Linked DNA regions of Mus musculus: regions 2, 3, 4, 5, 6 and 7 are each linked to region 1. Evidence: chromatin contacts called from public promoter capture Hi-C data. All regions are on one chromosome and are shown on one strand. The core of a region is the stretch at or near the end of the contact, and the rest is flanking DNA. Distances in the headings are between cores, read along the strand shown. Region 1 holds the start of Slc20a1 (solute carrier family 20, member 1). Region 2 holds the start of Zfp661 (zinc finger protein 661). Region 3 holds the start of Atrn (attractin). Region 4 holds the start of Ciao1 (cytosolic iron-sulfur protein assembly 1). Region 5 holds the start of Itpa (inosine triphosphatase (nucleoside triphosphate pyrophosphatase)). Region 6 holds the start of Lzts3 (leucine zipper, putative tumor suppressor family member 3). Region 7 holds the start of Dusp2 (dual specificity phosphatase 2).

Region 1 (3,516 bases), core at 960-3,459:
TGATACCAGGAAAAGGTGCCACATACTTTCAGACTTCAGCGTTCCACACTGAGACAGTCCACTACAGACCTGCTCACAGGCCGACCTATCTAGACAAGCCTTCACCAAGACTCTCTTCCTAGGTGATTCTAGAGTGGGTCAAGTTGAATATTAAAACTGGTAACCAAGTATAGAAGTGCATGAATTTAATCCCAGCACTTGGGAGGCAGAGGCAGGGGGATCTCTGTGATTTCGAGGCTAGCCTGATTTACACAGTAAGTTCCCGGACAACCAGACAGCTACACAGTGACACCCTATCTCAAAAAACAAAAACAAAAACAAAAGACAAACAAAAAACAAGACAATCTAAAACCATCTGACCAACCATCACATCCCCCCTCCTTGATTTCAAGACAGTAAGGACTCTCTAGAGACAGAGAAATCTGTCTCTGCCTGAAAATACATGGATACTAAAGTAGCATAAAGCCAAGTCTCAAAATACTATACTCTCCCTGAACCACAGTGATGCCTTCACATCTGGCAAACCTGGCTCTGGATTCTGCTCTTGTACCTGGATGGGCCTTATTCACCATGGCTGCTCACCTTGGTTGTCTCAATTTCAAGAGGCAAAAGCATGGTCATCAACAGACTGAAGCAAAGCACATCCAAACAGTGGGCAAAGTCATGAGCAATTTCCTCACAAATAATTACTTCAAAAATTGTTTTAATTGGCAGGACACTAACAACCTTTTAACAAACCAGTCCTTTTATTCAATGTTTTATGACCTTGGAAAGAAGTAAGGGCAAAGAGTGTTGCATTTGAAGATGCCAGAATTACACACTGGGGTCAGTGTCCTGGAACATGAAGGTTGTTTTCCAGCCATGACCTTGAGGTCAATAGACCTGTATAACCTATACGAGATTCTGAGTCTACCAAATTATAGGTCACAGGACACTCCTGTGAAGTTATAATTTACAACATGTTTGTTTCTGCTATTCGTTGCCCTACCTTTGGAGAGCAGAGAGCGTTTTAGAGCGTTCTAAACCGGGTATTTCTGGCTGGAATTCTTAAGTTTCTTTATAACCCACATAACTTAAATCTCCCAAGGAGTGGTGACTAGTTAGTTCTGAGCTTAGGCAATAAAACGAACTAATCCATTGTCAGAACTACAACCTTATACCATGTAGGGGACCAGGAAGCAATCTTTATTTCAAAAGGGGATGGGAAAACTTTCAGGATGAGGACATCCTCTGTAACCTTTTCCTATATTCTAAAACAGGCACATTCAAAAAAAAAAGTAACGAGGAAATGAAGGTTCATTTCCTGAACATCTATTGAGTTCCAGTCACATGCTTATATCTTAGCTAATATGATTCTCCTTACTGGGTAAGAACTTGTAACCAGAATACCTGAATTAGTACTGCCTGTCGCCACTAGCCCCGATGAGCTGACAGGAAATGCATCTTTGTTGTGCTTTACACACAATTCCAACCCGTCCTCCAGTCTCTCTCACTCTGCTATTATTTCTCGTTCCAGAGCACTCGGCTTGAGGAGACCTAGGGTTTGTTCAAGGTGACACACTGCAGCAAATATGAGTTAAGAATTCGAATCCAAAGTAACATCCTCCCCGCTGCGCCATAGCCGGGGCTCCTAAAACGGAGGTCCGGCGCCGGGAAACTAATGACCCATGGCTCTCCCTCAGCGCAGTGCCACAGCTGGGAACGCAAGCCTATCCTCGTGACTCCCGAATCTTTCCGTTTTCACACAAGTGCGTGACTGCGGGAGCGAGGTGGCCACGTGAGATCCCTCCACCCTCTCCGGGCGAGGTACAGATCGGGTCCGGCCAAGGGCAAGTCTCAGCACACCCGCTCTTCCGCGTCGCCACCGAGCTGACCCGGGCCCGCGTGGGAGAAACTCGGAACGACCTTGGTGGCGGCCTCAGTCCCCGCGTGTCTGGGCGAGACTCCCCCACAGTCCCCGCCCGCAGCCACCCGGCGTGGCCAGCGCAGACAGGATAACCCGGGCGAGGCTGCAGGGAGGCGGCCAGCCAGTCCCACGTGGACCAGCTCCTCGTTGGGGGCGGGGCCCCGGGGACGTCCAGGCCAATCAGCGCCGCTGCCCAGCTCACCCGGCTAGGCGCGCCCGACCAGCCTGTGGTTGCGTCACATCGGAGGCGGGACCTCGGGCGGGCGCGAGGCTCGGCAGGTCACGTGGGGCGCAGAACCGGCTATAAATAGGAGCCGGCGGCATGCTCTCTATATGATGGCCGCCGGCGCGCGTTGCGTGTTTTCACCTCTCGCCTGCTGAGGCGCCCGCGGCTGCTTCACGAGTGGGTAGAGAGTCCCTCCGTGCTGTGCCCGGTGTTGCCGTCCTGGGTTGTGCGACCGTGGCTCGAGCCTGCCTCAGTCTCGTTCTTCTGGTCTCTCTGTTCGGCCCTCAGTTTCCTTTGGTGAGTGGCGGCGCGGCACCGGTGGTGCAAAGGTCCTTTCTTCTCTGGAGTGGGCTCGGGTGTGGGGAGCTGGCTGGCGGGGGTGGGATGCAGGCTGCAGGACCCCGCTACGCTGCTGTCCTCCTCCCGCCTCCCCACGCACGCCGCGCCCTTCCGCGGGCCTTTTCGGCGGTCCTCGGCAGGCGCGCGCGGGAATGGTCTTTTTTCCGATCATCCACGGAGGGCGCGCGCGGGCAAGCGGCCGGAGACTGAACAGAACTCGTGGGGCGGGGCGGGGCGGGACGGGGTGGGGGGTGGGGGAGCACAGAGATCGCCCTGTGCCCCACCTTGCACAGCGTTTGGGGGACTGAAGACATAAGTGACGGGCGGGGGGGGGGGGGACTATGCGGAGTCCCAGGCTGCCCTCTTCCCAGAGATGCGCCGCTATTGTTATTTTCTTCCACTTCGTCCCCCCAGGATGAACTTGCGTCCTTTCTCTAATCCGCCATGGAATTCTGCTCCGTGCTTTTAGCCCTCCAGAGCCAAAGAAACCCCAGACAACAGACGCCCAGACGCAGCAGCGTATAGCAGTAACTCCCCAGCTCGGTTTCCGTGCCGTAGTTTACAGTATTTAATTTTATATAATATATACTATTTATTATAGCATTTTGATACCTCATTCCGTTTACACATCTCAAAAGCCGCTTAGTAATTCTCTTATTATTTAAAGAACCACTACACTAGAGAATGGAATCTACTGTGGCAACGATTACTAGTACCCTAGCTGCTGTTACTGCTTCCGCTCCACCGAAGTATGACAATCTATGGATGCTCATCCTGGGCTTCATCATTGCATTTGTCTTGGCATTCTCCGTGGGAGCCAATGATGTAGCAAATTCGTTCGGTACAGCTGTAGGCTCAGGTGTAGTGACCCTGAAGCAAGCCTGCATCTTAGCTAGCATCTTCGAAACTGTGGGCTCCGCCTTGCTGGGGGCCAAAGTGAGCGAAACCATCCGGAACGGCTTGATAGATGTGGAGCTGTACAACGAAACTCAAGATCTGCTCATGGCTGGCTCCGTCAGTGCTATGTTTGGTAAGTTGTAGTTAT
Region 2 (3,910 bases), core at 87-2,586, 1.6 Mb before region 1:
GTAATGCAACCAAAATCTGGACTCTCCTAAGCATCTATGACAGACAACTTGATTAAATAATCTATTGTCCAGCGGCTAGACACACTTGGAGCACTACGGAACTCCACCATAACTAGCGTTGAGTGCTTGCTCTCATGAGGCACTATGCTGAGTGCTTTCTATAAAGATAATTTAGTTCCATCGTCATACATCAATAAGAGAGGCACTATTTCACAGCAATTAAGAGAGTCAGGCTTTGTAAAAGGCTGAGGTGGAACTGGGAAAAGTCTGCCTGGAAGCTTTTAATTCTGTTATAATTTACTTTCATTGAAAGATAGCCATAAAGTTAAGCAGATCTTTACCTGCAACACATCCCAGCATCCCGGGAAGCTTGATTCGCGTGACTGAAATTTCACGGAAAACAGAACTATGGTGATATACACCCGTAATGCTAGCACTTGGAAGGCTAAGGCTTAACACAACGCCAGGTTAAGCTACAAAATAAGATCGTATCTCAAATGTAAAAAGAACACTAGGGAAAAGATCACTAGTAAATTGCCAACAACTTCAATGGAGTAACAGACAACTGGCCATCCCACGGACTTCTAGACATCTGACACTTACTGGTGGTTGGAACGAAGTTGTGCTAGTTCGATTTAACGGTGGTCAGAATGTCAACCTCTAGAATTGTTTCTCAAAATTTTGTTTATGTTGACCTCATTTGAGACGCACAAAATATCGTGCTTGGTGGGTCTTACTCTGATACTGTGGGTCTTGTCTGGCCGCAGTATAGTCCCTTCACCCTTATTTCCCACTATTCCTTAACAGTGCACTCCAGTCAATATCATCTTAAAATTGCCTAAAGCCATTTGCGATTTCCTTTGGGGTTTTCTTCACCTCAAATCCGGTATCGTCCAGGAACACCCTATGCTCACACCAGGACATTCCGGTGCAGGCTCAGGGCGAGAAGCTGAAGCAAAGGGAGACGTTTTCTAGGGGACTTGGGAGAGAATGGAGTGGATGCTCCCAGATTTAGCGTCGGTACCATCCACATCCACGTAGCACCCATCATGGAAAGAAGGAACGAAAGGAAGACCGGGATCTCCAACTTGAAAGTACAGGATTCTGACACACAGTGGACATACCCTACGAGGACACTGTCCCCACGGAACCGACACACACCAGAAGGGAAGACTCTCTGTCCACACAGGCCACGCCCACTAACCCTCCCCCAAGTGCCCAGTGTCCCCGTGTCTCCTCCGCCACCGCGTCCACTCGGCTTCTTGAACACCTAGACCCGCAACCCTCACCTTTGGCAAGAGTACTGGGAACCTGCGAACACTCACCGCCTCGTGTCGGGAAGGCAGTGCGCCTGCGCGAAGATCTTCGGCCTCTGAGCTCCAATCATAGTGTTGCCTTTGCATGAACTACACTTCCCAGAAGCATCAATAGCCGGCGCGCCGTGAGATGACGGGTAAAATCCTGCACAAGGTTGCACTCCAGGTCTGTGGTGCTGAAACGGATAGGACCAGGCTCTGACCCTAAACAGCACAAGTTCGATTTCTAGTTCGTTTCCGGTTTGCCAGTGTACCTATTTTTTCTGAAAGCCAGGGTTCCCGTTCTTTCAGTAGACTATCCCAGATGCATGAGCCCAGAAACATACCTGTCGCAGTCTTCCATCAAGAATTCGTGGTGTAGGTTTAATCCCAGATTTGGTAGCATGTCGGAGAATTTACACCCAACTCTGTAGCTGTAATCCTGAATGAGGGTGACCTTCTACCTACTGCTTCAGAGGATACCAGCCAAACAACAGACTTTAAACGTTGTAGCTCAGTCCATTCCCCACCCCACCCCCCTCTCTCTGTGTCCTGAACTCACTATGTAAACCAGGATGGCTTCAAACTTGGAGATCCACCTGTCTCTGCCTCCAAAGACCTGGGCTTTAAGGTGTGCATCACCCCACCTGGCCTCTTTGTATCTCAAAAGCTCAAAAAGGCTACAAAACTTCAAAAAGGAAGCAAAACTTCTAGGGAAAATTCTCAATTTGTGAGGCAAAAAAAAAAAAAAAAAAAAAAAAAAAAAAGGCAACCTTCATTTGGTACTATGAGATCTGGATTTGCCCCCTCTCTGAACCAAAAGACAGGTTTTGGCTTTTCTGGAATTAACTGGATACTGCAGAATATGAATTACAATATTTAAAGAAATAGCCAGGCCAGTCATGAGAAATTAAATGAGGGTCCCAAGCCCATACCATTTGTAATTGAGGGATTAAGGAACACTCTTTTGATAGGCTTAAGAAAGCTCCAGCACTGGGACTTCCAAAGGGATGGGCTGTTTCAACTATACATTACCAAAAAGCAGGGCTGATACCCATTCTCATCTGGCCATTGGGTGGTCACAAATGGTCATACCATACCTGTCTGAACAACTGGATCCTGAAACCCAAGATGACCCCAGTATCTCCAGGGACTGACAATGACTCTTTGATCTCCCATTACTATCTGTACACCCTTCCTAAAACCTTGATCTCTTTGGCTATCAATTAAACCTCTCCAATATCAGTTTTTCTTAAATAGAACCTAGAATTGGTAAAGAAGTAAATTTTTCTACTGAGTAAATACCTACCTTCTGGATGTTACATGTTCATGCTGCTTTCTGGAAGGAAAGTGATTTGCTGAACTCCAAGAGCAGTCCCATCAAATATTGACCACAGGTTTTGTCTCTCGTGCATGGCATCCAGAAACTCTCCAGTGTTGCTATGTCGGCTACAGGGGGCACTAAATGGGTGGCTTGTCAGTAGAGGGAATAAATCATATCACTAGGCTGCCAAGGTCTCAGCACTGCTGTCTAATTTTTGTTGATCCCTTTCGCCTCTGTCAGTCTCATGGATCTCTTGTAAGCCTCGGTCTGCCCCTAAGGCAGTGAAAAGGGCAGCTGTGAAAGGGTTCTTCTGCAATTCTGAAGGATGGCTGCATACAGAAATCCTCAACTATGTTCCCAGAGAGCTTGTAAAAGAGCCCTGTGATACTTTGGTTGGACAAGGTCAGGAGAAACATACAATCACCTCTTCTCAGGAAAATGATTCTTCCAGTCTGCTCCTGAGTTTCTTGGGGGCTGCATGGTATGTGCTCAGACATGGTCACGAACCTGTGACAGATTTGGAGGACATAGTTTACCAAGTCTTGCCACGTCTTCAGCTGCCTATAGGTCTTCATGGATATCCTTACTGAATGAACTAAAGCCTCCCCAGCCTGTGCTGCAAAGACTTACAAAGTAGCCAAGGCACTCTCACAAGCAATTCTGAACTTGCTCAGAGACTGCAGGTGTTTCGAATCATGACCAAGACATTAGGTAGCAAATGTGGCTTGCCCAACAACCACTGCCCTCAGGAAAGGTAGAAGCCTTAAATGATAATCCCAAGAAGCTAATGAAGAAAGCCCCTGTGTTACTTTCTATTGCCGTGACAAAACACCATGACCAGGGCAACACAGAAACAGTTTATTGCAGGCTTAAAGTTTCAGGGGAGGAGTCCAGAACCATCATATGTGACTCATTTGGGCAAGCATGGATAGTGTAAAGCCATGAGCAGGTGGGGTAAAACCCGTGGCCTCGGGCTGGAACATGACTGTGTGTGAACAACCTGTACCATGAATACACAACAAAGGCAACATATGTTTAATAAACTTTGGGCCTTTACGGACTTCCCACACTTTGTCTCATTCACCCCCGGGCTCCTTCCCGATGTTCCCAGACTCTTTCCCGGTTCCGCAGAACTGACTTTGCCAGGTCAAGCCTGCTACTGGTGAGATGTGATCCATTAGGCTACTATCAGAGAAAAGAGCCCAGAGCTAGCCCCGCCCTCGCCCCGCCCCTGCCCGGGGTCCTAGCGCGAGGACCCCTGAGCAGCTGTCCGAGGCTGAGCCTGACTCAG
Region 3 (3,545 bases), core at 901-3,400, 1.7 Mb after region 1:
GTCCATGTCTCCTGCTTCCTTCTTTCATCATATACAGCCGTATGTAGAACACAGTAGAGGAGAAAGAGAAAAGACAAAGAAATGAACAAATGTGAAGACTGGAATCTGGTTTGGAGCCCTGGGATAGCTGGGGTGAGGCTGCTGTGTATGCAGTTCAGCTCTACCAGGCCTTCAGGGGATGCAGAGTGAGCAAGGTCAGGGCCTGCGCTGGACACTGGTGTCTGACTATGGGTGCACTCCAATTCTCTACTCCCAGGTTAATCAGAGAGGTTTCATACATGTATGTGAGGTTTTCTTTGTTTTCCAGGACCAGGTGCCCAAACTCTCAAGTACCTGCATAAGTATACTCTGCACAGCCCAAGATTATGAGGCAAAGTTCTGATTAGCCTCTCTAAAGCAGGCTGAAACATTGCTTGAAAGAGCAATGGGCCTCTCACTGGATGAGACACAGGAAAGATTTGTTCCTATTTAGATAATGTAGACTTGATGAGAAATCTTGCTTGTCAACTTGACTGTATCTGGGATCAACAACAACACAAGCACATAGGCATTCTTGGGAAGAACTGGTTTTTCTTTTTAAGACTAGGATTCTCTATGTAGCCCTGGCTGTTCTGGAATTCACTCTGTAGACCAGGCTGGCCTCACAGAGATCCACCTGCCTCTGCCTCTCAAGTGCTGGGATTAAAGGTGTGGGCCACCATTTCTTGGGCATGAAGAATTGTCTTAATCAGATTACCTGAAGCAGGAAGACTCATTCTAAATCTGTGTAGCACTTTCTCATGGCAGATAAGAGGACAGAGAAGAAGAAACTTTGCTTTCTGTCTGCTTGTTCTTATTCTTGGAGGGAAGGTCATCTATCAAGTTTCTGCAGCGTTACCTCACTGATATTAGAACTGACTTCTTTGGATCAGCAGTGAGATCTCCAGGAATCTTTTAGGACTCCAGCACCGAATTGGGACTGTGGAGTCCAGTCTTGTGGATCAAGCACCTTTCTAGGGTGGGACAGCCATTGTTGAACTACTTGGACTGCATCCTGTAAGCCAACTAAATAGATCTCTATCTATCTATCTATCTATCTATCTATTCTTTTAGTGGAACAACTCAGATGGCTAAAACAACCCATATGGCTTCTTCACTCAGTGACTGTTCTTCCAGCTATAAGCTTACCAGATTCATTTGCCTGGGACCTTTTCTCTCCATATGACCTCTGTATGAATCTTTCCAAGGTGGAAGAGCAGGAGAATCCCAGGACAACAAATAAACAAATACCTCCCAAACCAGACCAAGCAACAAAAGAAACAAAAAATAAGATCAGAGCTGGAACTGACACGTTATCTCTTTACCATATCCTTCTATCGGTTTAATATAGTCAAGGTCCAGCGTACATTCCAGGGTAGTGGCCCATACAAGGTTATGCTATTGGGAAGTATGTATCATTGGGAGTAGGAGAGGCACTGGCGTTAGCAAGAAGGGTGTGCAAGCTGAGAGCGCTCCCGGTAATTCTGGGCTGTTCTTTCTTCAGAGAATATGGATAGGTCGTGGGGTACAAGATAATGCTAAACTTCTCCTGCAGAATTTAAGGTACACATAGACATGGTCTGCCACTGGTTCAATCCGCTCGCTATCAAGGAAAGCCTGGCTGTGTGTGCATTCAGTCAGTTACACATCTATTCATATGCAGGTGCTTAATTAACACACGTGCCATTTTGTTATCCCTAGTTTAGAAACGCGAATGCAGTAAGTACTACTTCTTCAGGTCTCAGCTAGCAACACACGACATCATTAGCCTTTTGGGTCCGGTTTCTCACCAAAATGGAGTTGGGGTTATAAGCTGAGCTTTGGAGGCGTCCAAAGGGTAACACTTACCACAGTCAGCTTGTCTAGCAGAGCCAGGCAGCCACTGTAAGGAGGTACTGGCTAACTCGTCGTAGCGCGGTGCGGAAAGCAAAGAGCCTCCGTAGACTAGGCGATGTTCATCCGCGCTAAGACCCTGGCATTGAGCAGGTCTACATGCTGGGCACGCCGGAAGACCACGGCCCTGGTCCCGCCCCCGCGCATGCCAGCCCCGCCCCTGCCCGACGCACAGCGGGAGCCCCGCCTTGGATATGGACCCGCCGGGCCACCGTCGCCCGGCCCCGCCTAGCACGGCCAGGCGAAGGGGAGCCGGCGTGCGGGGTGTGTATGTGTTCGCTGGGCGCCGGCTCAGCCCCAGGAAGATGGTGGCGGTGGCGGCGGCGGCGGCGACTGAGGCGCGGCTGAGGGGGAGCACGACGGCGACAGCAGCGCCTGCGGGCAGGAAGGGCAGGCAGCACCGACCCTGCACCGCGACAGGGGCCTGGAGGCCGGGACCGCGCGCCCGGCTGTGTCTACCGCGGGTGCTGTCGCGGGCGCTGCCCCCGCCGCCGCTGCTGCCGCTGCTCTTTTCGCTGCTGCTGCTGCCGCTGCCCCGGGAGGCCGAGGCCGCTGCGGTGGCGGCGGCGGTGTCGGGCTCGGCCGCAGCCGAGGCCAAGGAATGTGACCGGCCGTGTGTCAACGGCGGCCGCTGCAACCCTGGCACCGGCCAGTGCGTCTGCCCCACGGGCTGGGTGGGCGAGCAATGCCAGCACTGCGGGGGCCGCTTCAGGTGAGTGCGGGTGGGGAGTGCAGGCCCAGCCTGATGTTCCAGGCCCAAGGCAGGTGCAGGGCTTGAAATCGCGAGGGTAGAATTTGCCCCACTGTGTTTGATGATGGCTTGCCTCCTGGAGGGATGTTCATTTGGTGGCCTTCGGGTCTGCCTGTGGTGGAAGATTGAGAAGGAACGGGAACACTCGGGAGGCATTTGTTGCTGTGGGTTAGATGTGGGTCCTGAAGAGTATAAAAGCCCACCTCGAAAACGGGCTTATTTAGGATAAATGAGGTATCAAGGAAACGGTGAGTGAGTGAGTTCTTCAGCACTTGCCTTTGACCAGCCCAAGAGATTGGAGATATGTGTGTCTGGAAGAAGTACAGCCGAGGAAGTGACATGTTGGGTGAAAATAGAAGGTAAGGCTGGGTTGTAAGATTTCAGGGATAAAAGTACCATTGGTTGTTGTTCCAAGGAAAGTGAAGAAACTAGTTTTTGGATCCTCACTGTTGGCCTATTGGAACGGGGTTGTCTAGAGAGGAGAATCCTATTAGCCCTAGATTCTCCACAACATGCAGTTGGCTTGGTTTGGGGCAGAACCTCTTGGAGAGATCACTTTTTAATTAGCTTTTATCTATTATTTGCTTCTGTTGTGAGAGAATTTTTGGATAATGCACACAGGTAGATCCATCATCCAGAGTTTGATGTGGTCCACAAGAAGTTAGGAACACAGCAAGGGGAAGTTATAAGACCTACAGTGTCATCCATATCTCAGGCAGATATTTGTTGACTGGGTTCCCCATTTGACGTGGGAAAGTGAGGGAATGTGAACGTGGCGTAGGATTGATTCTTGCTCCAATTGATCTTATGTTCTAGTGAGGGCTGACAGGCAGTCAACACGTAACTAGGCAAAAGGAATGAGCAGGATAATTTCAGATAGTGG
Region 4 (3,805 bases), core at 845-3,344, 2.0 Mb before region 1:
CCTTGTTCATTGCCCGGTAGATACTGGCGCCAGATGCGTACAGTTCGGTCATCACTGCAAGATGCCAGCCGCTGGCCGCTGGGATCAAAGGCTATGCTCCAAACAGTGGACTCATGACCTTCGAGGGTGGCACAGCAGACCCAGTCATCCCCTTCTTCCTGGTATAGCTTCACTGTGTCATCATAGCTAGCAGAAGCTAAAAGCTGAAAGAGAAAGGAGACCCAGCAACTATCTATATGGTCCAGGAGGTGCCTGTGGTTTGAATATGCTGGGCTCGGGGAGTGGCACTATTAGGAGGTGTGGCCTTGTTGGAGGAAATACGTCACTTTGTGGGTAGACTTTGAGACCCTCTCCTAGCAGCCTGGATCAAGATGCAGAACTCTCAGCTCCCTCTCCAGCACCATGTCTGCCTGCATGCTGTCATGCTTCCTGCTACGATGAAAGTGGACTAAACCTCTGAATCTGTAAGCCAGACTCAGTTATATGTTTCCCTTTATAAGAGTTGTCTTGGTCATGGTGTCTCTTCACAGCAATCAAACCCAAACTAAGATACAATGGTTCCCATATCAAACCCTGTCAGAGCAGGACAGTCCCAGCGATCCCTCTAAGAACAAGAGTGGTTCTGAAGAGTGGAGGCAGGCTGGGCACAAACCTCCACAGCAGGTTCTTTCCCACCCTGTCTCACTCTTACCTCCTGGCTCGGGTGCCAAACCACGTGCTTAACGTCCTGCGTATGAGAGCTGAGGACACTGACACACTCATACTCATCCTCTTCATCAACTGTGGGAGGAACAAATTAGACCCAGAGGTGACCAGTCAGGGACAAAGCTGAAAGCCAGCGAGCTGGTTTCCTGCTGTACCCAGAGGCACCTAGACTCACCTTCCCAGACCCACACGCTCTTATCTCTGCTGCAGGTAGCCAAGAGGTTGCCAGATGGGGCCCAAGCCACTGACTTGACCTCATTTTCATGGCCCTCAAGAGTGGTCACACACTGGAAAGGGAAAGGATATTGAGTTAATGGCAGCTAAGAGTCCTAAGCCCTAGTAAAATATCTAAGAGAGCAGTTTTGTTGTTGTTTGAGAAAGGGTTTCATTCTATAGCAGGATGACCTTGGTGGACTTACAGCAATCATCCTGCTTCAGTGTCCCAAATGCTGGCATTACAGTCATGAACTACCATACTCAGCTACTATTTCTATAGTGTAGAAATTAAGTTAAGGCTGTAACTAATATGACCAAGCCCTGGGGTGCAAACAGGTAATAAACTGCTCCCATCCAACCTGTTTACCTCAAAGTCATCCTGGTTCTTCTTCCAAATACAAGTGGTGGCATCAAAGCTGGCAGATGCCAGGTAATTTCCACACGGGGACCAGGCCACTTTCCTAACGGTGCGCTGATGGCCTTCAGAAAGGACAGACTTGCAAATCCAGCTGTCACCTGCAAGCAGAGAACAGGCTAGGCTTTGGAGCGCCATCGATGCCATTCACTAAGTAGTACTTTAAGTGGGACCCTGTTGCTGGGACAAAGTCAGTCACCATTATTACTACGATGCAACCGATCAAGATTCTGAAACTGTTAAACTGCTCTTCAGGCGACTTTCCTCATTTTTCTACCTCAGCAAATATCCCAGTTCCCGCAGCAAATATCCCAGTTCCCGCAACAATTCCAGCCTCTGTTGACGCTGGCACACTCCTTCCCCGACACTTTTCAGAGTAGTGTTTTCCTCGGCACCAGGGCCACAAAGCCAAGCCAGGCCTTACCCTCGGTGCCCCAGATGCGAATTTTACGGTCGCCTCCGCAGGAAGCCAACAGGGTCCCCGAGGGGTTCCAGGCCAGGAACCAGCAGCGGGAATCCGGGTGCGCCGGGACGCGGCTCTGCAGTACCAGAGAATCTTTCATGGCGACTGTTTTAGGGTAAGGAGAGCACACCGAGAGAAGCAACGCGCCAAACGCGCTGGGCACTATAGAACCTTGAGACCGTCAGATGTACAGCTTCTGCAAAATATGTCGCCCTAGGAATTGACGTGCCCGCTGTTGACGCCGCGTGACCTTCTGGGACTTGTAGTCACTCCCCTCATCCTCCGTAACTGGAAGCCTCGCGGGACAGTCCGGAACTACCAGTACCCTGATGCCCTGCGCAAGAACAAGCGGCGCGCGCACACAGTGACGCGCACGGAGGGCAGGGCGGAGGGCCGGAGAAGAAGGAGGCGGGGGTGGGGTGGGGTTGGAGGAAGCCGGAAGTGCATCGGCCAGGGTCCGTCTGGGCGTTGCGGGTTTGGGGCCTGGGATCGTTTGGCCCGGGCAGCTAAGAAGCCTGTGACCGGGCGGAGCGGCGCCATCCCAGCCCTGAGGCCTGCTGACCGGTGAGGAGCAGGGACTAGAGTAGGGAGGGTTACTGAGGCTTAGGTCGCACCCCAAAGTGCGGATTCCCGATCTCGGCGGCCCAGCTGCATCCTCCGCCCCTCAGCACCCCTCTGTCTGATAACCCTGGTCCAAGTCTCCTCCGGTCCCCTTGCCAGTAGCCGATCCCCTCCCCCGGCCCCCCAGTACCTCCGCCCGTTCATCCTGGCATGTCTACAGCCAATGTAGTCCCCTGCCATCTCCGAGCCCTGATCCAGCACCCCTCATCCAGAGCCCTCGGTCCCCGCCCCCCGAATTCCCGCAGTCCTTTGGTCTGTGCTCAGCCCTGGGTCCCACCCCGCAGTCTCTGGTGCGGGCCCTGACAGCTCCGGGCCAGCCGCCCATTGCGTTGCTCTCCACCTGGGTACAGACAGGCTCTGCGCGCCCCGCTGAGGTCGGCGGCCACCACCAACGACCGCAGAGCTACAGCGGGCAGCCCCGGGCATGTATGCCCCTGGAGGTGCCGGGCTGCCGGGAGGGCGCCGGCGGAGAAGCCCGGGAAGCAGCGCTCTTCCCAAGCAGCCGGAGCGGAGCCTGGCCTCGGCCCTGCCTGGCGCCCTGTCCATCACAGCGCTGTGCACTGCCCTCGCGGAGCCCGCTTGGTTGCACATCCATGGAGGCACCTGTTCCCGCCAGGAGCTGGGGGTCTCGGACGTGCTGGGCTATGTAAACCCGGATCTGCTAAAAGGTGAGAGCGCTGAGCTCCTGCTCTCTTGGCTTGAGGGGCGGTGCAGAACAGATATGAGGCTGGCTGAAGTATAGATAGCCAGAGGCAGTCATTTGTCAAAGGAAACAGCCCCATTCTTGCTTGGTGTTCATGCCCACCAGGTGGCTCTGTTTGGGGGTCTAGCCTCTCATTAATTTTGATGTTATTCAGCCAAGCACCTACTCCTCACCGTCATGCTAATCCAAACTGCTGCTATTTTAGGTTTCTGCCAGAGGTAGGTAGAAGAAAAAAGGGTGTTTGTCAGGTATTACAATTAGCCTCCCCTTTCTAACGGACATGTGAGATGCAGAATAGTCGTTTGGGGCAGCTCGATCGATGGAGAAATCAGAACTGTTAATGTGACCAATTGTAAAAGACATTTTAGTATTCTATGATAATTGGATTTACAATAGAGGGGACTTGTGGCATCCCAGGTCATCAGATATCAGTTCTATTAACACCTTCAACAGTTGAAACTTGGTTTTCCATGCCTTTACAGGTATGCCATATTAAGACGGTTGCTTTATTCATCAACAGATTTCCCAGACTAGCAGGCAGAAGAAAGCATCTGGTCTGTTTATTGGATGAGATAGGAGTCTAGGGCTTAGAGGAGGGCCTGACTCAGGAGCCTCCTAGCTCCTCCTCGGTTTCTAGGAGTGAGGAGAAAGGCTGTGCAGTATGAAAGCAGAAATGTCCTTC
Region 5 (3,998 bases), core at 212-2,711, 1.5 Mb after region 1:
CACTATGATCTGTCTCCAAAGACACTGTATACAGCAAAGCTTCTGAATTGTGTAACACGCAATATTAAGGTCACGAGCAAAGATTTGAGGAGAACATAGCTTTGGCTACTCTGTGAGGACAGCTCTAGAGTTTAAGAAAAACTCATTAGTGGGCTGGGTATGTGGCTCAGTGGTACAGTGCTTGCCTAAGTCCCATAAGCCCCTTAAGTAAGTTGCATCTATATAACAATACCCAAGGCTGTACAAGGTTAATAACATTAAGCTAAACAGCCAGGCTTGATTAGGATTCTATTGTTTGTGTGTGTGATTCTGGGGGCCAAACCCAGGACCTTGGTCATGCTATGCAAATGTTCTACCATCAAGCTACATCCCTGACACCATATATAGCCCAGGCTAGCCTTTAATTCATGATCTTCCTGCTTTAATCTCAGTGCTGGGATTATAAATGGCCACACTTCCAGCTAGCACCCTGTACTTTTGTTTTGTTTTTTGTTTTTCGAGACAGGGTTTCTCTGTATAGCCCTGGCTGTCCTGGAACTCACTTTGTAGACCAGGCTGACCTCGAACTCAGAAATCCACCTGCCTCTGCCTCCCGAGTGCTGGGATTAAAGGCGTGCGCCACCATGCTCGGCTTTTTTTTTTTTTTAAGATGTTTTTTATATGTATGAGTGTTTAGCTGCTCGTATGTGCGCTGCATTATATATGCCTAGTGCCTTCAGAAACCAGAAGAGGGCAATGCATTCCCAGGAACTGGAGTTACAGACAACTGAAAACCACCATGTGGTGCTGGGAACACAACTAACTCTGGAAGAGCAGTCATGTACTTAACCGCTTGGCCATCTCTCCAGCTTGAGCTTACAACTTTCAGAGAACCTAGGCTCAGTTCCCAACATCCACACCAGGCAGCTCAAAAGCACTTGTAACTCCAGTTTCAGGGAATGCGACACCCTCTTCTTGAAGGGGCTCATGCACTCACAGGGTAGGGCTAAGAGGGTCACTCATCTTCCTTGGTGTGTTCCCAATGCAAAGGCTGAGGTGACGGAATAGAGAAGGGATAGGGTTAGCTGGGCAAGAAAAAAGGAGTCGAAACACTAGCTATCAAGCCTAACACGTAAAAGACTGCTTGGTTATGCTGTCTTAAGTTCGCAGTGAGGTTCGGATAGACTCCCAGGCTTACAGCCCTTGTCTAAAAGATAGTCTTTCTCAACAGAGTTGGAGGTGCCGGAGGGGCGCCACCACAGCCGACACCCGTCAGGGCGCGGGTTCTTGGCTCCCCGGAGTTGCTTAGCAGAGGATCTGCGCGCTGATAGACCTCTCCACCCCTCAGCGCGTCCCAAGCGCCTCAGACACAGGCTGCGGGATGCTCATCTGCCGCGGCTGCCACCTCCCGGATGTTGGCAGCAGTAGCCGGAGGCAAGCTTCAGGCATCCGATAGGGCCGGAAACCGAGCTACCTACTTCCGCCTCCGGCCGGAAGTACCTTCCCGGCAAAGGGTTACTGGGCATTCTGGACCGTAACCCTCGCTTGCAATGGCTGCGTCTTTGGTCGGGAAGAAGATCGTGTTTGTGACGGGAAACGCCAAGAAGCTGGAGGAGGTGTTGTGGGGTGTGGAGACTGTCTCGGAGGCGGGTGGTGATTGGGCTGCTGGGCTTTCACCAGGGATGCACGGGAGAGAAGGCGGGAAACGAGGCTACGAGTTGTAGCCTCGGGGAGTGTGGGGTTTGCCCCTGGCTGTGTTGAAGGTCTGGGCTTGGGGAGAGACCGCCGTGGAGTGTGGCGCCTTGAGGGTCAGAGGAATTTTTTTTTTATATATATAATCATTATTTTGGAGATAATGACTCGTGTAGTCCAGGCTAGTCTGACCCTGTTGTGTAGCCAGAACTGACTTTATTCTCTTGACCCTCCTGGCTTCCGAATTCTGGGGCTGCACGCATGCTCCACCTCACGAGTTTTTTAGATGAGCTGGTAAAGTCAGCAGGCTATAGGAGCTGGAGTAGTGACATGTGTGACAAAGATAAATTACCCCTGAAGCCCTAGATTTTAAACCTGAGTTCAGACACCTCCCCTCCTGAAAAGCAGTGTGTGTGTGTGGGGGGGGGGTAATGGAGGGATGTTGATCCAAATTGAGTATAGTTCCATCTACCCTTCCATATCTGAGATGTGTAATACCTCATAAGAATCATGGCTGACATGAATGAGGAAAGGCACTTGCCAGTCAAGACTGACCTGAGTTCAATCCCCAGGACACATGGGAAAGCCAGATGTGTGTAGCAGCACACTTCTGTAACTCCTCAAGATGGGAGGGAGAGGCTGAAGAATCCTCAAAGCTTGAAAGCTAGCCAACTTGAGGTACCCATAGCAGCAGAAATGCTGCCTACCAATTCACTGCATTCTTAAACTGAGGACAAAGGGACCTTTAATCCAAGTTACACCAGGCAAATGTTCCTCTTTCTGCCATTTTTTCATGACAACCTGATAATCCAAAACTGGCTATAGTGAACCTTTTATTCTGCTTGCTTTGGGACATAAAGCTAGTCTAAAAGTATGCTTGGCAGCGCTTCCTGAAATGAACACATCTCAGTATGTGTTTTCCAGAATCCCATGCTGTGGTCATCATATCCTCCTCCATCTGCCTCTCTCTAAAGCATGAGGCACTCACAGGCGTTTCTTAGTAGGGTTTGGCACGGTAGCTCTGACAAGGTTTCACTTTCTGGGAGAATAACACTGTTGTGTTATAGATAAAAGTCAGCAGTAGAAAGACTCGGGTTTAAAAAAAAAAAAAAAAGAATCATGGCTGACCACAGTATAACAAAAGGCAGGTTAACAAAAGAAAAATGTGACAAGTTTGTCAAAACTCTACATGCTACAGCTTTTAGAACAAAGACCCAGAGGCTTTATTTAATTTTCTTCTGACTTTGGATCTAACCCAGGACTTAAAGCCAATGATTATCTTCCTCCTTATTCCCTCGTGACAGAGTCTCAAACCTAGAGTGTGCTCTTTGGTGGGGTAGCAAGCTCAAGCAATCCGCCTGTCTCTGCCTCCTCCGGGGCTGAGGTTACAGGTAGCACGACTGTCCCAGACTTTTATGTGGTGCAAGGGACCAGAACTTAGGTCACCGTGCTTGTGTTGGCGAGTGCTCTTCCCATTGAGTCACTACCACAGCACAACATGCCCAGTTAAAAAATTAACTTACTTTATGAGTTTGCATATATGTCTGTGCCTGTGGAGACCTGGAGAGGGCGTTGGATCTGCTGAGACTGGAGTTACAGATGGTTGTGAGCCACCCTGTGGGTGTTAGGAACCAAATTGGGGTTCTCTGTAAGGGCAACAGGTGTCCTTAACCACTGAGCCATCTCTCGAGCCCCATGTCTCCCCTCCCCCATCTCTTGAAAAAGGGACTCTCTACCTGAGTTGGCCTTGAACTTCTGATCTTCCCTCCCTTTAACCTGCCTAGGGACAAGGATTTGGAATGACAGGTGCAGCACTTTCCTGACTGCAACTCAGAAGTTTCCTTCCACCTCCCTGCCCTTAAAAAAGTATTTTAATTATGTTTATGTGTTGGGGGTGGGGCATGGGGCCAGAGAGTGGCTTTAGGAGTTGGTTCTCTTCTTGCACCATGGCTTACTTGACAAGTTCAGGCTTTCAGGCCTGTGAATGCAGTAAGGGCTTTTTACCTGCTGCACCATCTTGATGGCCCCCTCCCTCCTTTCTTTCCAAGATAGGCTCTTGGTGTACCGCCTTGGCTGGCCTTGAACGTACAGTCTTCCTATGGAAATAGAAATAATAGTCTAATGTACAAAAAGAGCAGGACTCGGTGGTACGTGTTTCTAATTTTATCATTCTGGAAGCTGAAATAGGAGGACTTTGAGTTACATAGTGAAAGCTGGTCTCATAAAAGTTGTGTGTGTGTGTTGGGGTGAGGGGCAAAGTGGTAAAGTTCATGCCTTACACCACAGAAACACAAAAATAAACTATATTGAGGTGTAATTTTCAAAAC
Region 6 (3,527 bases), core at 191-2,690, 1.4 Mb after region 1:
CTGCAAGGGCAGTTGAACCGCATCACTCTGGGATGATAGCCTGTTGCCTGAGCCTGCCTCCATTTCTGTTCTATCAACCCTCAGTGCCTGTGACATTACAATACTAGCAGTCAGAGGGGCCAAATGGACTCTGGCTAAACCCTTCCCCGAGCAGGGTCAAGGGCCTTAGAATTCCTGCAGCATCAGCTCCAGGTGTAAATCACAGCTCAGCTACGAAACCTCAAGCAGACTCAAATTCTCACACCTACCTTACAGCGATTTTTTAAAAAGGAAACGGATTATGTGTAAAATCCATGGTATTCTTTTTGGCACCCACAACCAAGTAGAGTTTGTAGCAGAGTCTCTAAGGCCTCTCTTGATATCCACCCTGTATTTCTCCTGAAAGCAGCTCTTCACTCCACACATGACCTCTTCTCAGCTCTCTGCCCAGCCTACATTCTTCTGGAACCAGTCCAAATACTCCTCAGCATCCTTGGTACCCAAGAGGTCTTGGAGCACTTAGCTCAGGATGACCCAGGGAGATTTCACTGTGAGCCTTCCCCATTGGAAGCCTGTGTTACCCCAGGGGTCTCTGGACCCCCCCCCCCCGGCATCATGAAAATGCAAGGCCAATACTTGTGGGGATGTTGGTTATGAGCAATGTCAATAGGAAATGAATGCAGACATAGAAACAAGGAAAAGCTTCCAGGAAGGATTAAGGGAAGGGATTCAGGGAGCAGAACTTCTTGGTTGGGATGTGTGAGGGGAGATTCATCTTCCCTTGGAAATGTGGGCACCTGCAGGGGAAGAGGCCCATCCCCTAGATCCTGACTCTGATGAAGCCAGTGCTTCAGTGCTGAAGGTACTGACAGCACACCCCCACCCACCCGCTCACACAGGAGCCTGCCTCAGCTGTGCATGTGTGTGTCAGAGTGTGTGGGGGGGGAGGGGGAGGGTCGCCATTCACTAGCACATAGACCCCAGCCACAAAATCTCTGCAAAGGTGCCACAGAGGTCTCCGCGGTTGGAGAAATTCCACCCATACCTCCCTCGGTTCTCCACCAACGCGCGTGGCCCCCGGGGGGGGGCGGGGTGCAGAGAGAAGAGGTGACATAATCCGGGCCGCACCCCCTCCGGCCGCCACCCCCCCCTCCCCGCGCGCCGGTTGAAGCGTCCATGACATCATCGGCCTCATCCCCCCCCAGCTCCCCGGTACCCTAGCAGCGGGACGCGCCCCCTCCCCAGCTTCCCACCGGCCAGAAGCAGCGAGCGATGCAGCGGGCATGGTGACCTGAGGGAGAACCTGGAGGGGCACCCCGGCAGGCCTGTATCACTTACTCACTGCCTCAGAGTCCGGCGCAGAGGCTCAGACACCGGCGCTAGCTGTCCCGCTCTCTGGCGCAGCCCGAAGCCCGCCCCACAGGGCGCGCGGCGCGGCCGGGCTCTGCTCTTGGCCCCTCCCGCCCCGCGCCCGGCCCGCCCACCAGCGGCTGCGGCAAACGCGGGCCCGCCCTCCGGCCACGCCCCCGGGACCCGCCAATCCTGGACGGGGGTGGGACTCGGTGCCTTAACCCCTTTGGTCGCTGAGCGCCGGCCCGCCTGCCCAAAAGGCTGGGTGGCAGATACTCGGCCTCAGTCCGTTAGCCACTGTACCAAATTCTTGGGGTCAATCCCCAATTTCTGTCCTACCAGAAATCCAGCAAATTCCTACTCTCTTTGAACCCCGTATCTGGGTGTATGAGCCCTTTGGTTTATGGACAACCTTGTTTGGACTCTAGATTCAACTCCTGCACCAGCTATTCCCTGTGCAGCAGATGTCCTAAATCCTTCAAATATGGGACTGGACAGATGGCTTAGTGGTCAAGGGCACTGGCTGCTCTTCCATAGAACCTGGGTTTAATTCGCAGCACCCACATGATAACTAGTTACAAGGGATTGGACACCTTCTGGCCTCTGCAGGTGCTGCACAAACATATGGTCGAAACAACCATACACTGAATTAAAAAATAATTAAGGGGGGGGAAAAAAACCAAAAAACCCTGAAGAGCCTTCAAACCTACAAGATGCGGGGGTGTGAAGGCACCTGTGACTATGATCTAGGTGGAGGCAAGAGCCAATAAATTGACCAATTTAAAACTTGACGCTACAGGAAATTTGTATTTTATACCTTGTGCCCCGTGCCTGCTGTAAAACTAACAAACCCCATCCTAAAAAGAGATTGAGTAAAGACTTTATCTTTGACTCAGATCAACACCTTGGCAAGTGCAGGTGGCATACACTAAAGGGGTTGCCAGCTGCCCAGGAAAACTTCCTAAAGGAAGCACTCAGCCTTCAACTATGCCCTTGGTCTGATCAGTATGAGGAAGCAAGCTAGGCCCAGGCTTCCGCCTTAGCAAAAGGCTGTAGGTTGTGATTGTGATAACTGATGAGTTTAGCCATCCTATGACATAGGACTATGTCATAGATTTTAATTTTTTTTGCCTTTTTAAACAATTGTTTTTATTTCCTATAGTGAATTTAATGAATTCCTGTTTTCAGTTCTAATGATTGCTTTTAAATGTATTAAGTAAATGCCTTTAATCCCAGAACTTGAGAGACAGAGGCAGGGTCTCTGAGACCGATTCTAACCTGGTCTACAGATCGAGTTCCAAGACAGCCAGGGCTACATAGAGAAAAACACTGTCTCAAAAAACCAAAACCAAAACCCAAAACCCAAACCAAACCAAACCAAAAAACCAAAAAGCCAACCAACCAAAAAAACCAATCAACCAATCCAAATAAGGAAGTATATTAAATAAACTAAGATCTTATTGTCATTAGCCAATGACAGATCATTTATATATTCTACAACTCTGTGAACTGAGTGTCATGGAAATGTGATGATCCTCATGGTTTGTGGCCACCATATTACAAGATATTCATTTAGGTCAGAGAGGTAACGTGTCATCCTTGTTTTAAGCAGATGAGTCCAGCTTTGCTACCCCTTTCAGTGAGAAGAGGATGAGAAGAGAACAGAATATGGGAAGAATCCCCAGGAGACATTTTCTTTTCCTCCTCCTCCTCCTCCTCCTCCTCCTCCTCCTCCTCCTCCTCCTCCTCCTCCTCTTTTTCCCTGAGGCAGGGTCTCTCTATAGAGGCATGGCTGTATGGGAACTCACCATCTAGACCAGGCCTCAAATTCAGAGACACCTGACGGCCTCTGCCTACCAAGTACTGGGGTTAGAGGTCTGTGCTACCAGGCAAGAGAAAGTTTTGATTGGCCCACAACAACATGTATTTCGAGACGTTATTGTGAGGGATTTTGTTTGTTTGGTTGGTTGGTTTTTTTCTCTGTATAGCTCTGGCTATCCTAGAACTCACTCTGTAGACCAGGCTGGCCTCGAACTCAGAAATCCACCTGCCTCTGCCTCCCAAGTGCTGGGATTAAAGGCGTGCACCACTACCGCTCGGCTGTTTGTTTTTTAAGACTGGGTCTCACTAGGTAGCTCTGGCTGTCTGGCTGGCCTGGAATTCCCTATGTATTCACCATGGCCCTTAAGTCAGAGATC
Region 7 (3,474 bases), core at 72-2,571, 1.9 Mb before region 1:
ATGACTCCTGGTCCAGGAGTCCTCGTAGCTCTCCCTGGCATTCTGTATCCCCCACAAGCCCCAAGTTCCCCAAATCAAGAGGAAAGGCATAATATTTTGCTCGAGCACCTATATACCTACCATACCTTATGTTAGGGGTCCCCACAGGTTCTAGCCACAGGCCTCCAAGAAACAAAGGATCTGCAGGGATGCTGGAAGGGTCTTAGTAAAGGCAGAGGATTGGCTCAGGGCAATAAAGATTTGGGAGGCTGGGTTCTGAACACTGTCCCCACCCGCCTGCTTCAGTTCAGCCACCTACCAACTTTCTCGCCCCCAACGCAGGAGTGTCCCGGGGGGCCCACGTGCAGCTGGGCCTCACCACATCCGGGAGGGGGGGGCGGGCAGGCACTTGAGTGGGGGAGCACAGAATGGCTGTGAGTTACCCAGTTTTTCATTCTTACAGTTTGGTGTGGGACCAGGGCCTGTCCCAGAGGGGTTTGTAGCTCCTAAGGGGTCGGAAGGGAACAGGTTCTGTGAATAGTCCTTCTTCCCCTGAAATTCCCGCCAGGCCTGGCTATGCCCTGGGAGAGCCCAGCATCGTCAACAGAGTTCCTCTTTAGCCCTGGCCTGTGGCATGGGAACTACTTCTTTTTAGGCTCTTGGGGGTTTCCCTGGGCCCCTGGGGAAAGAAACTGTCCCAGTCATAAGAGGAAACTCGTCACAGGCCCCTGCGCCCCTTCCCCATTAAAGCCCCTCCCACCCCACCCCACCCCCGCCCCTGCCCCAGGGCTTTGGCTTTCCAGGACTCCTCCACCTGGGCCTGGGCCTGACATGGGAGAATAGGACAATTTCCTGACGGTTGGTGTCTTTCCTAATAGTGTATCATTATGGGTAGCAACAGGTAATTTGTCCATTTTTGCTATCGAAATTCCTAGAATGAAAACCCTGGGAGAAAATGGGAAAAGTGAGGAAGCTGAAGACCTGAGTAACTCAAAGGCTCGGTGCAGCTGAGAGCTGAGTTCCTAAGCACTTAGTGGCTTGAAGCCTGGCAAAGAGTGGGGAGCACTGGGGCATATACACTGGAGAGACGTGGGTGGGGCCTCTAGACTCCAGGCCGACACTTGTCACGGTCTGGTTCCCAGTTTCTTCCCCCGCGTGTCCCTCCCCCTGATGCCCCGCCCCACCCACCCCCTGTCCGCTCAGGGAGCCCCGGGGGCGGCCCAGCCAGAGTCCCACGTGAAGCCGCGGGGGCGGGCACCGGCGCCTTCCTGCTCTACCCTTGTATGGTGACCCGAGGGGCCAGCCCTCGAGTATTTAAGCCCGGGCTCGACGAAGAGCCCCCAGAACCGTCAGCTCCCGCCACACAGACACCGCGCCGCCGGAGCCGAGGGAGAGGACATCCGGAAGCAGGAGGCTTTGCGATGCCGATCGCCATGGGGCTGGAGACGGCGTGCGAGCTAGAGTGCGCGGCGCTGGGCGCGCTGCTGCGGGAGCCGCGGGAGGCCGAGCGCACGCTGCTGCTCGACTGCCGCCCGTTCCTGGCCTTCTGCCGGAGCCACGTGCGCGCCGCGCGACCGGTGCCCTGGAACGCGCTGCTGCGGCGGCGTGCGCGCGGCACCCCCGCCGCTGCCCTCGCCTGTCTGTTGCCCGACCGCGCACTCCGGGCGCGCCTGGGCCGCGGGGAGCTGGCCCGTGCCGTGGTGCTGGATGAAAGCAGCGCGTCTGTGGCCGAGCTCCCGCCGGACGGCCCCGCTCACCTGCTGCTAGCCGCACTGCAGCACGAGATGCGCGGGGGACCCACGACCGTGTGCTTCTTGCGAGGTGAGCCCGCGCCCCGCGCCCTGCGCCCTTCGCCCCTTCTCCCATGTTCCGCGCCCCGCGCTCTTAGCCCCTTGTCCCACGTTCCGTGCCCCGTTCCCGACCTCTTGGCTAATCATACCCTTTCTTGTCTTTCCCACAGGCGGTTTCAAAAGCTTCCAGACGTACTGTCCGGATCTGTGCTCTGAAGCTCCTGCCCAGGCCCTGCCTCCTGCTGGGGCCGAAAATAGCAACTCTGACCCGAGGGTTCCGATCTATGACCAGGTGAGTTGATATTCGAATTTGTTGTCTTCATTGTGCATTCTAGAGGGATGCCTCTGGAGAACGCCAGTGGGGAAAGACAGGGGTGTGTTCCAATATACATTCCCAGATGTGGAGAGTGTTTGTGTGACCTGCAAATGGTGTGAACGTGTATATATCCTCATACAGACTTTAAGGCATATGTGGCACAAAGTGTCTGAACATATGTCCCCTTGTGGCCTCAAGACTTTTAATTCTGTCCTTGGTCAGAAGGCCTAGAGCTTCTCTTGTTTCTAGCCAATCCAAGATGTCTGGATCAAGCCCTCCAGCACAAGGCTGAGTGAGGTCTCACCACCGTCCCCTTCCTCCTCCAGGGTGGTCCTGTGGAAATCTTGCCCTACCTGTACTTGGGCAGCTGCAACCACTCCTCAGATCTTCAGGGCCTGCAGGCCTGCGGCATCACAGCAGTTCTCAATGTCTCTGCCAGCTGCCCCAACCACTTTGAGGGTCTTTTCCATTACAAGAGCATTCCAGTAGAAGATAACCAGATGGTGGAGATAAGTGCCTGGTTCCAGGAGGCTATCAGCTTCATAGGTAGGGGAGCCTCAGCCCAGGGTTCTGTGGGAACTGTAGGGGAGAAGGTACAGGCACCTGATTCCTCTGTCCACCTTCCTGTCTGACTCTCGGCTCCACATTTCTTTTTCAGACTCGGTGAAGAATAGTGGGGGCCGGGTGCTGGTGCACTGCCAAGCTGGCATCTCTCGCTCAGCCACCATCTGCCTGGCATACCTGATTCAGAGCCACCGGGTACGGCTGGACGAGGCCTTTGACTTTGTTAAGCAACGTCGGGGAGTCATCTCCCCCAACTTCAGTTTCATGGGGCAGCTGCTACAGCTGGAGACCCAGGTGCTGTGTCACTGAGGCAAAGCCCAGCCTGGCCCCACCCACAGCTCTGGCTTTGACTGACTCCTGGGGGAAGCTGCTGTGGCCCAGCTCCTCCCTCCTCATCTTGCCGTCCCACTGGGGTGCTAGGAAATCCAGGATGACGGCTGCTCTGATATGGTGCTCTTCTGAGGTGGCATAAGGGCTGGCCCTTATTTGCTCTCCCTCCTTCGACTTGCAGAAATTAATTTAATTAATTAATTTACTATATTAAAGCCCTTGGTCACCCAAGGGCTCAGAAAACAAGCTGTGACAAGCAGAAACCATGTCTAGGGGTGTGCAGCCCTTGACCCAAAGCTTAAGCCTTGTGCTCCCAGGGGAGCCAGGAAGTGACGTGTGTGTCATGTTACGGACATCTGACTTTTGTGTGTGTGTGTGTGGGCATCTCGCTGTAATTGGTGCTGAAAAGTTATTTGTGTTCAACTGACATTTAACGCTCTCTCCCCAACTTCCTCCCGGCCCTGTGGGCCAGGGAGGGGCGTTGGAAACAGCACT

What was found. Promoter capture Hi-C pulls out the DNA fragments that hold promoters and counts their contacts. Capture Hi-C pulls out chosen DNA fragments and counts their contacts.
Region 2: a contact with region 1 is called in a promoter capture Hi-C map of pre-B cells, with 2.9 times the contacts expected there. The contact joins the promoter of Zfp661 here to the promoter of Slc20a1 in region 1. A contact is called at or near these places in 3 of 39 promoter capture datasets (liver and pre-B cells).
Region 3: a promoter capture Hi-C map of pre-B cells shows a contact between it and region 1, with 2.1 times the contacts expected there. The contact joins the promoter of Atrn here to the promoter of Slc20a1 in region 1. A contact is called at or near these places in 2 of 39 promoter capture datasets (liver and pre-B cells).
Region 4: a promoter capture Hi-C map of neutrophils shows a contact between it and region 1, with 4 times the contacts expected there. The contact joins the promoter of Ciao1 here to the promoter of Slc20a1 in region 1. A contact is called at or near these places in 3 of 39 promoter capture datasets (embryonic stem cells, liver and neutrophils).
Region 5: a contact with region 1 is called in a promoter capture Hi-C map of adipose tissue. The contact joins the promoter of Itpa here to the promoter of Slc20a1 in region 1. A contact is called at or near these places in 1 of 39 promoter capture datasets (cranial neural crest), 1 of 484 Hi-C or Micro-C datasets (B cells) and 1 of 9 other capture datasets (adipose tissue).
Region 6: a contact with region 1 is called in a promoter capture Hi-C map of liver, with 2.5 times the contacts expected there. The contact joins the promoter of Lzts3 here to the promoter of Slc20a1 in region 1. A contact is called at or near these places in 2 of 39 promoter capture datasets (the 3T3-L1 cell line and liver) and 1 of 115 datasets of contacts at active chromatin or transcription factors (microglia).
Region 7: a contact with region 1 is called in a promoter capture Hi-C map of pre-B cells, with 2.3 times the contacts expected there. The contact joins the promoter of Dusp2 here to the promoter of Slc20a1 in region 1. A contact is called at or near these places in 1 of 39 promoter capture datasets (pre-B cells), 1 of 484 Hi-C or Micro-C datasets (B cells) and 1 of 115 datasets of contacts at active chromatin or transcription factors (T-cell acute lymphoblastic leukemia).

Annotation. Positions count from the first base shown.
Region 1 is chr2:129,196,564-129,200,079 of GRCm38.p6, forward strand. It overlaps Slc20a1 (solute carrier family 20, member 1), which reads left to right and starts at 2,210. Exons shown (of 11, transcript NM_015747.2): 1 at 2,210-2,429; 2 at 2,886-3,501. The coding sequence starts at 3,156.
Region 2 is chr2:127,583,341-127,587,250 of GRCm38.p6, forward strand. It overlaps Zfp661 (zinc finger protein 661), which reads right to left and starts at 1,337. Exons shown (of 5, transcript NM_001111029.1): 1 at 1,290-1,337.
Region 3 is chr2:130,904,345-130,907,889 of GRCm38.p6, forward strand. Atrn (attractin) reads left to right here and starts at 2,151. Exons shown (of 29, transcript NM_009730.3): 1 at 2,151-2,623. The coding sequence starts at 2,217. A730017L22Rik (RIKEN cDNA A730017L22 gene) reads right to left here and starts at 2,052. Exons shown (of 3, transcript NR_015523.2): 1 at 1,867-2,052.
Region 4 is chr2:127,245,722-127,249,526 of GRCm38.p6, forward strand. Ciao1 (cytosolic iron-sulfur protein assembly 1) reads right to left here and starts at 2,095. Exons shown (of 7, transcript NM_025296.4): 1 at 1,761-2,095; 2 at 1,289-1,437; 3 at 881-992; 4 at 692-780; 5 at 2-203. The coding sequence starts at 1,899. Tmem127 (transmembrane protein 127) reads left to right here and starts at 2,227. Exons shown (of 4, transcript NM_175145.4): 1 at 2,227-2,363; 2 at 2,771-3,088. The coding sequence starts at 2,845.
Region 5 is chr2:130,666,341-130,670,338 of GRCm38.p6, forward strand. It overlaps Itpa (inosine triphosphatase (nucleoside triphosphate pyrophosphatase)), which reads left to right and starts at 1,462. Exons shown (of 8, transcript NM_025922.3): 1 at 1,462-1,595. The coding sequence starts at 1,530.
Region 6 is chr2:130,641,404-130,644,930 of GRCm38.p6, forward strand. Lzts3 (leucine zipper, putative tumor suppressor family member 3) reads right to left here and starts at 1,441. Exons shown (of 5, transcript NM_197945.4): 1 at 1,318-1,441. All of the region lies in intron 2 of Gm52563 (a long non-coding RNA gene), which reads left to right.
Region 7 is chr2:127,334,838-127,338,311 of GRCm38.p6, forward strand. Dusp2 (dual specificity phosphatase 2) reads left to right here and starts at 1,322. Exons shown (of 4, transcript NM_010090.2): 1 at 1,322-1,800; 2 at 1,940-2,061; 3 at 2,412-2,631; 4 at 2,744-3,474. The coding sequence starts at 1,401. The coding sequence ends at 2,958. Gm46762 (a long non-coding RNA gene) reads right to left here and starts at 714. Exons shown (of 3, transcript XR_003953899.1): 1 at 1-714.